Linked DNA regions of Rattus norvegicus: region 2 is linked to region 1. Evidence: chromatin contacts called from public Hi-C data. All regions are on one chromosome and are shown on one strand. Each heading gives the region's core, a stretch centred on a gene start, on an enhancer-like site or on the middle of the called end of the contact. The rest is flanking DNA. Distances are from core to core; before and after follow the strand shown. Region 1 overlaps Astn1 (astrotactin 1). Region 2 overlaps Astn1 (astrotactin 1).

The links. A called contact is a pair of places that touch in the nucleus more often than the background predicts.
Region 2: a contact with region 1 is called in a Hi-C map of frontal cortex, with 5 times the contacts expected there. The contact joins two enhancer-like sites. A contact is called at or near these places in 4 of 12 Hi-C or Micro-C datasets (the A7r5 cell line, Schwann cells, frontal cortex and 1 more).

Annotation. Positions count from the first base shown.
Region 1 is chr13:73,219,037-73,223,649 of GRCr8, forward strand. Astn1 (astrotactin 1) reads left to right here. Exons shown (of 23, transcript NM_001170603.2): 6 at 1,624-1,773; 7 at 2,730-2,897. Among named protein-coding and RNA genes, the nearest start is that of Mir488, 4.8 kb to the left of the region's middle. Within about 2 kb of position 1,450, at least 7 of the 93 cell types and tissues checked have an H3K27ac peak or open chromatin away from gene starts, as enhancers often do.
Region 2 is chr13:73,349,191-73,353,513 of GRCr8, forward strand. All of the region lies in intron 16 of Astn1 (astrotactin 1), which reads left to right. Among named protein-coding and RNA genes, the nearest start is that of Mir488, 130 kb to the left of the region's middle. Within about 2 kb of position 2,366, at least 4 of the 93 cell types and tissues checked have an H3K27ac peak or open chromatin away from gene starts, as enhancers often do.

The DNA of each region.
Region 1 (4,613 bases), core at 200-2,699:
TTCTATTCAAAGGGTGGGTCAAAGAAAGTGTGCCCCGGGAGCAAACGGGGAGAGAGTTGGACCAAATGCAGTTGTGTGAGTTGAGAAGCCATCAGATGAGAATGGAGATCAGAAGGGAAGCTGGGTTTGAGAAAGAGGGCAGGTATAGTTTGCAGTGTGTGATATTTTAGTGCTGGAGGAGGTTCTGTTTGTGGATTTGCTACTGCGACTGGGATGGGTTGATCATTAAATATGAGGAAATGGACTCCGTGTTTAATGTCCAAAATTAATCTGAAAGCGTTATCTTTCCCCAGGACCAGGTAGCTTCCTAGAATGCTGAGAGTTGTAGTTCTTAAAAAATAACAAAGCCTTGTGGGAAAGTACCTCTGCCTATAGGTTCACTTCTGCAGTACTGGTCTAGGGTCATTCAGCTGGGAAATTCTAGCGAACGGTCCTGAACAAAGTCTATCTCTAGGTCAGTATTTAATGTTTAATAAAGTTTGCTTCAAATTTGTCCCCAGATGGGGGAATTAGTTTTTCTCAGGGGAAGCTCAGGATTGACACATGCTGTAAAGATACTGGTATGAATAGTGTATCTCCAACTTGAAAGAACCAGAGGTTACTGGCAACCTCTGCATCTCTTCTTTCTCCCAATTCTCTCTACAGCCCCTTGGGAGACCCTGCACACTGATGGATGGGTGATCCTGGGCCCCAAACTCATCTCAGTGTTTCCTGAGATCAGCGGTTCCCAAAGCTCAAATCTTTATAGCTGCTCGGTTCTAGTCATACCCTGCAGCCTCTCATGACAGCTACTTGCCTCAATTGTTATTCAGTGATGTGAACGATCAGTGACCTCTGAGCACAGGTCCCTGGTACGTAACGACCACTTCATCAGTGTGAGCAGTCACAATTAAGGCCATCTCTTTGAGACTTCTTTTCCTCTTCTACAAAGTAGATAACCACTGGGCAGGCTCCTAGGTATATTATGAGGAGACAAATATTTAAAATGAAGCAATGTATGGGAATGCTTAGCACAGTGTCCTCCACAATGGAACTTATGTTGCTATCCATAACAAATATTAACATAAGTAAGAAATTTCCAGGAGAACTCTACGTTTTGTTGTCTCGCTTTCTCACCCGCCCACATGTATCCTGCCTCCAGCAAAAGTTCCCTCTGCTTACCACCTCTTCATCCAAAAGCAGCAGAAAATTAAGCCCTCTAGATGAGCAAGGCAAGCTTTTGCTTTACCATTCTCTCCAGTTTTGTCTGGGCTGAGAGGAGGATTCTGGTGTGACAGCATCATTTGCTCACCCATAAAACAAGGGCAAGCTCCTGCAGGGGAGAAGGTCCCCAGAAGCCCAGGTTTACACTGCGAGAGCATGTCCTTACAGCTCCCTCTATGAACAGTAATGGGACTGTACTATAGGGCTGAAACAGCTTTGCCTCCAAGAGTTTTGAACTCAACTAGGGAGGCAGAGGGAGTAATGCCCCCTCGTGGCCTCTCATAAACCTGACCCGGTCAAACTGGGGAGAGTCTGCCCTCAGCTCACCACTGCTGACTGTTTACCAGCAGAGGGCCGAGTCAAATGGCCAGTGCCTGTATCTTTACCACTATGTCTTGTTTGCTTTTGTCTTGCTTTCAGTGGGCTCTCCCCGAAGTCCTGTGAATAAGACCACCTTGACGCTGATCAGTGTCACCAGCTGTGTGATTGGCCTTGTGTGCTCTTCTCACGTCAGCTGCCCTCTGGTTGTCAAAATCACCCTACACGTCCCCGAGCACTTGATTGCTGATGGTGAGTTCATCCTGCCAAGGATGGAACTGCTGCTTCAGTAGTTGGTGGTTTTCAAGCTGAGCAAAAGATGGAGAAACCAAGGATCACGATGGTGGGGAGGAGGGATACATCCCAAGCCATAAGATAGAGGTTATGGCTAGGTTGTATACAGATCATCTCAGAACTTGAGCAGATGAAAAACTTAATAGGTCATCTCCAATACTCTATGCACATTCTCTGTAGATAATCTCCTATTTGTAGAGAAATGCAAAGCACAGTGGCTATACCTGTGTAGGCATCATGGTCTTTTACCATTTGAGGAAGGAGCACTAGAGGTGTTTTAGGATCGGCCATACTTTCGCTTGTGTTGTTCCAGTGATAGAATATTAACTGTATTAACTCGCTATAAACCTAGACCTCGAAAGTAATAACTTACCTTCATGCGGGGGGACCCCAAAATGATAAGGGACTACTATAGATTCTGAGAGTCCCTGAATCATTTAGGGCCACAGCATCTAATTGATTTGTTAATATCTAGTCTCTCTGTTGCTGCAAGGCTGGAAACAGGTGGGGCGTGTTCACAGTGTTAGCAAACGTGCTATTTCACAGGAGGCGAACAGAGGCAGCGCATCCTCGTGACCTGGATCAGTGCCAATGCCTTGTGGCTGGGTCTGATGGAGCCATGCCATGGCCACCACAGAGCCACTCTGTCCTCTTTCCCGTAGGAACACTCCTGCAATATAAGGTGAGGCAGGGCAGTAGGCGATGATACGGCTGGAAGGGTTAAGGTCCCTGGCCTCACAGCAGTCAATATGACTGCAGGACCTCCATCTGCCATTCCCTTGTGCTGATACTAATGGTAGGCTAGGATTGGTGGAAGTAACGATCCTGAATTAGGATGTGCCCTGCCTCTGGTGACATGTGCCCATGTATTGTGTGTGCCCCTGCAGATGTGTTTCTTCTCTGTCACCCTGTAGGGAGCCGCTTCATCCTGCTGGAGGGGAGCCAGCTGGATGCCAGTGACTGGCTGAACCCTGCCCAAGTGGTTCTCTTCTCTCAGCAGAACTCCAGTGGGCCCTGGGCCATGGACCTCTGTGCCCGACGGCTCCTGGACCCTTGTGAACACCAATGTGACCCCGAAACTGGTAGGCGGGAGCACCGGGCAGCGGGTAACTGTCAGAGAGAGCGCATGCCTTTTGCAATCATTCTCTTGAGATTCAGACCATCTCTCCCAATTCCGCTGTCCCTTTTTCATCTCAAGCGTAGGACTTGCATGCATAGCAACATGTGGTTAAGTCATCGAACATACGAACAGGCAATAGTCTGGCCAAAGCCTGGGTAGAATCTTAACCACAGCCTTACTCTGGAAAGGTCAGTTTGGAATAACTTCCATAGTCCATTTTGTCATTCTCTAGCTACTGTGACTATCTATTTTTGATTGCAAAATTAATTCATGTTTAGTATAAAACATAGTGTAGAAGAAAATGATAATCATCTATATTTCTGTCTCGTAGATAAATTGCTTTAAAATTCTTTATGTCCTTTCTTTCCATTATTAGTCTATGCATAATTTTTAAGAGGTTTCCTGGAAGCATAGGAAGTCTAGTTGAGTTTTCCTGAATTGGTTTCCTTAATACTCTATCATAAGATTTTTTCCGTAATCCAAATGCTCAGTAGCGTTTTAATGGTCGTTTGCTGTTATACTGTACATCTGTACCATAACTCATTTAATCAGTCTTATTGCCTTAAATTTAGAAGGCTTTAGATTTTTTATTTTTATAAACACCATTAAAACACACCTCTCAACCAAGAAAAGTGGGGCATATAGGAATTTATTTTCCTTCCAATGAATTTTAGAGATAGATCACTACACAAAGACTGTTGACACGTTTAAGTGTGTGACTCCATCATGCAAGACTTGAATAGTTCTGAGTGAGGCCAAGATTCATGTATTGTGAAGTGGAGTTGCTGTCTTGCTCCGTGAGTGCTGCAAGCCCAGAATCCCAGGTAGATTTGCACTTTTGTGGTAGGAAGGTTGTTTACTCTTCTTGTTACCATGACAGAATATTGAACAGAAACAACTTAGAGGCGGAAAGGTATATTTTGGCTCATGGTTGAAGGAAACACAGTCCATTCTTGCAAGGAAGGCTTGGAATATAGGGTTCTTTATGGTGGGAAGATGGCTTATTACCTCTTTATGGACCAGAGAGCCTAGATGAAATTGGAGTTAGCCTAGAAGTTTTAATCCTTACCTTTACTCCTATGCCCCTACACCTGCCAGCTAACCCTCATGTCCAAAACTGGCCTTCCAGTGCCACCAACTGGGGACCAAGTATTTGACAAAATTTCACATTTAAGCTGTAGTAAGAGGTTCATATGTAGTAGCGACTACAAAAAGAAATTTCAGGAGTTAGAGTATCACTGTTGAAACCCTACTGGAGAAGAAGTGTAACGCTATAGAACAAAGGAAGGGGTCATGAACCAAATCCTCAAGATCTTTGTTATGTGTAAGTCCTGAGACAGGCTGGGGGTGGTTTGTATCTTCAGAGAGTTTAGTTCAGAGAGGTCTTTCTCCAGATGTAGCCTAAGACATATGATCTGTATGTAATTGTAATTTATTATTAAACCCCTTTGAGAAAGGAGCAGGTAGCCATGATATCTAAAGTTCATGTTCTGAGGTTTCAAACTTATTTTTACGTGGGCCCATCACAAGGATTCTAGGTCCCCATATGGAAGAGAAAGTACAGCACTTTCAACATCTGATGTCTAAGACGGTGCTTGCTTGCTGTCCCTCCTACGCTGTCAGGCAAACACCAAACCAAACAGATGGGCTGTGCACTATGCCCAAAAGCTAGTGTGCT
Region 2 (4,323 bases), core at 1,116-3,615, 130 kb after region 1:
CTGTCCCTTCTGTTGAGCTGAGATGTGCAAGAGGAGGAAGAGGCTGCCAAGAGAGTGTGGAGGAGACGGTGGCCACAAATAGAGGGACCGTGGGTATGACATCATGTAACCTGTACCAGTGGATGCCCTAACAGGCACCTAAGACACTGCTACTTAGGGAAAAGCATTTGGCTAGAGTCACAGAGTCAGCATCCCCTCAGCAATGCCTTGCCCTTTCTACTTGATTCTTAGAGAATTTTGTGAGGGACAGGAGAACTGTTTAGCAAATGTTTTGCTTCTGTTCTTTAAGCTTGACGTTTTGTAACTATTCACACCTATGCTTAGAGCTTAGGATAATTATCCCAGGATACACAAGGAATGAAGAGACAGATGAGAGCATGATAGATCTAGCTACAGATAGATATGCATAGAGACACAGACAATAGATCAACTAAGGGAACAAAGGTGAGAATGCACCGTTCCTGACTTCGGGCCGCTGTGACCAGGCATCTGGCACCCTAGTAAGTGCTCAGTGTATGTCCTTCGTAGGTAAGATTGGAATCTCAGAGAATAGGTGCTCATGGCATAAGTCAAGTTTCAGTTCAAGTCCCAACAGACCTCAAAACTATTTTCAAAGATATTAACCACTTGAAGAGACTGACTGGAACCTATTTTAGGGTTGTTAATGACATGCCAGGTTGGGTTCCTCTACTTGGAAGACCTGAGATGAGGGCGATGCGCGTCAGAATCGTGGCTTGGATCACTTGGAATCATGGCTCACACAGTCGATCGGGTAAAGGTTGGGTACTGGCTGTGGGTGGGCAGTCTTCCAGTACATCTTGTCGATCTGTAGTTCATTGGCCCATGTCAACCTTTCTTAGCGAGCATCTGAAGCTATCCCCCAAAGCTGTGATCTGATTAGTTTGCATTTGATTTCTTTGCTGCCTAATGAACTGCCTGTGTAGTCCTAGCTGTGATGTCATTTGCATCTCGTTGCCTCAGGCACCAGCTCAGGAGAGAGATTTTTAAGCAGTTCTCAGAATCCTACAGGAATTGTACCAATTTACTTCACAACAAGTAATTCACCTTTGTGACCTGTGAGTTCACACAGGCAGAGCAGAGCCTGCATGAGAATGGCTGGGTCACTCTCTTCATTGTAATATGCCCCTGAATTGAGGTGGGTCAATATGTCCATGCCTAAGGCCATGGGCACACACACATACAATGAGATTCTGAGCATTAAGGATGGCAGTATTCTCATACCATGGTATTCTATTGGGGAAACTCATCCACTATGTGCTGGAGGATACAGATTTAGCCTAAAGCAAATGGCACTTATTTATAGCAAACTGTTTTTGCAAAGTGCTTTGCAGCTTTACGGTAGTTAGCTACATTCCAGGTTGAATATTCCTCCACTTGTAAGAAAGCTAAGTGTCACAGCCAGACAGGAAGACCTCCCTGAGAACAAAAGTGTGGATTCTGCAAAACCAGTGGTGAGGACCACGAGTGTGTTGTTTTGTTTTGTTTTGGTTTGGTTTTTGTTTGTTTGGTTTTTATCAGCTGACACACTTGCCGGTCATCATCTTTCAAGACCTTAACTATAGATTATTTCTTTTGTTCAAAGACCGTGTATCTACTGAAGTAGATATGTACTCTCGAAGCATCACGGTGTTTCAGATTCCAGGAGCATCTTTACGTAGGTGCCATAGGATGGTGAAAAGTTTCAAGGACTGCAATAGGAGTAGCCAATACAAAGAGGAGACCACTGGGTCATAGGAGATAAAGTGGCTTTCCCTCTTCCCACCTTTTCACCAGCAGACAGCAGACTCTCCTGAAGAGTTTTGGATCTGAGTTATTCATTCCCATGCAGCAAATGGTGGCACTGTCTTTGGGGTAAGGGAGATTTATGTGGGCCTTCAGCGATGGACCCCATCACTTTAAGGACCATTTCCCAATTGTATCTTTAGCTGCGCATAGAAAATGGATTTTCTCTTTGAAAAATCTCTCTCGTGCCCATGTCTATTCTTGGCTGGAGACTGAATAGATGGCTTTGGGGAGCTCACTGTTCATTGCTCTGTATAAATCCAGCCTCTTTCTAGATAGTTCCATCTCATGTGAGCATGGTGTTAGCTAGGTATATGGCCTTGGCCTTGGCCTCCAGCAGGGACCTGATATGTAGACCCGATATGGGGAAGAATAAGGTCCGGAAGATAAAAGCAAGCAGGAGCATTTGGAACACCTATCACTTCCGGCTATATGCTTTCCTCAGCCATCCTTCTGTACTCTTTAATCTTGCCAAGAATGTAGGGTGGATGGGTATTGACAGGGATTAACTGCATCTTGATTTTAATTGGCATTGCCAGAAGACAGCAACAAGGGGAGCAGCCCCTCTTGTTCACAGCAATTACAAGCTTTAATGATGGCCAGCTGGAGGGCAGGAACGTTAACGCCACACAGCACTCACGTTACAGTGCCCTCTGGTGGTATATTTCAGTACAATTCATCTAGATAGCGACCTAGGAAAGTTTGTTGAAAGGTAAGAGAAAAACATGTTGGCCTATTACTTCACATTTGAAGTAACTTTTACTCAAAATTAAGGATATTGGGGGAGGATTCTTTTAAAACTCTCCTGTGAGCTTTCTTTCAATTATTCTGTCATTGTCGCCTGGTTTTCATATTTTCCTCATAGAGGTATGAGGTACATAATTTGTAATTGTTTTGCTTTTTAGTTTTTATTGTATATTAGGAAAAAAGAGCCATTAGAATATCGAGACACCACATAATCCTTAGAATCCTGAAAATTTATTTTCTCTAGCCTGGTCTCACGGCATGGAATATTGTCATTTTCGATCAACTACCACCATCTAGTGGTCATATTGTAGATACGCAAGTGTTCAGAATGGAGTCTCAACAAAGGAGGGCTGTGGCTCCCTACAGAAATGTCTCTGGCGATAATGTGATTAGAGCCAAAGAGAAAAAGGCTCCCAACCTCAAGAAGACTGCACAGACACCAGATACTGCCCAAAGATCACTCTGCCTCCACCTATTTAACCAGTCACTCAGCAGTCTGAAGAAGTCAAGAAATTAGATCAAAAATGGGGTATAGAAAGCCTTGGCTAGTCTATGGGCTTTTCAAATACTGCTAGCAATCCATTCTCAGCATAAGGTAAAGTTCAGAACCATGGCTGAGATGCAGAAGCCTAAATAATTATAAAGATGAACCTGTGGGTGAAGTGATTTGAGGTTGGTTAGTCTGGGCTCTGTTTGATGTCATAATCTTTGACTTTTAGTGTGTGTGTGTGTGTGTGTGTGTGTGTGTGTGTGTGTGTGTGTGTGTGTGCGCGCACGCGCGTGTGTGTGCGTGCGCGAGCAGCATTGTCTAGTTTTCCTACAATCCAGGAGGGACTGGAATGCAATCCTGAATCTATGATTCAGTAAATATAAATGTTAAATAGACTGACTCCCGTAGTCACTGAGTGTATCCTGTGCCTTCAGACACAAGAGATGGCACCTGTCAGGATTGGCCGTGTCTCATTCACATAATGCTCTTTATTTGGGAATCCAGAACAGTGAGAACCTCACCACATGGACCCACATTACACAGCAAGTAAGAGAGGGCTTAGAGTGTGCTCCCCATACCCCAGAGGAGTGAACATTTGCTTTTCTAAGTCAGTGAGTCGTATCTCCCAATCACCTCCCGGAACCACTTTGCAAGGCCTTTCAACCAGTTCACACTGCATCCCATCAAGTATGGCATTCTTAGCGCACCCACTGGAGACCGGAACATTCTGTGTACCCACCACCTCCGAAGGCACAGAAGTCTCTCCAAAATCATTTCCTGCTTGGGACACCAACTGTCAGAAAATAGCTTGAGAATCTGGAGGGTTCTGTCCACAGAGTCCTTTACAGCTAATGAGTAAAATGGAAAAACAGGAGGGCTGAAGGAAGAGAGAGCAAATGGTGCTTTCTTGTGTGGGGAACAAACCATTATTCTCTAGTAGGCTCTTCTCATGTTTGTCACTGAAAATAGATCAAGAATTTGTGTAGCTAACTCCTAAGTGGCAAACAACAGTGAAAAGAAAAATCTTTTTGAAAAAGCCAAACTTTCCTCTGCATTCTCAACACGTGAGTTATTTATACAGACAAGCAATGCTGGTCTTGCTGTATGACTTAAACACTTTGGACTCAGCATTGGTTTCAAATACCAAGTTTCACAATCCACTATCTTTGGGACCTTGATGATATTGCCCTTTCTTGATATGTAGAAATGGGTAGAATGGTAGACTGTTGGCAATGGTTATGTAATGGCTGAAGGAGATCTTGAGTCAACCCCAATGCCATAGG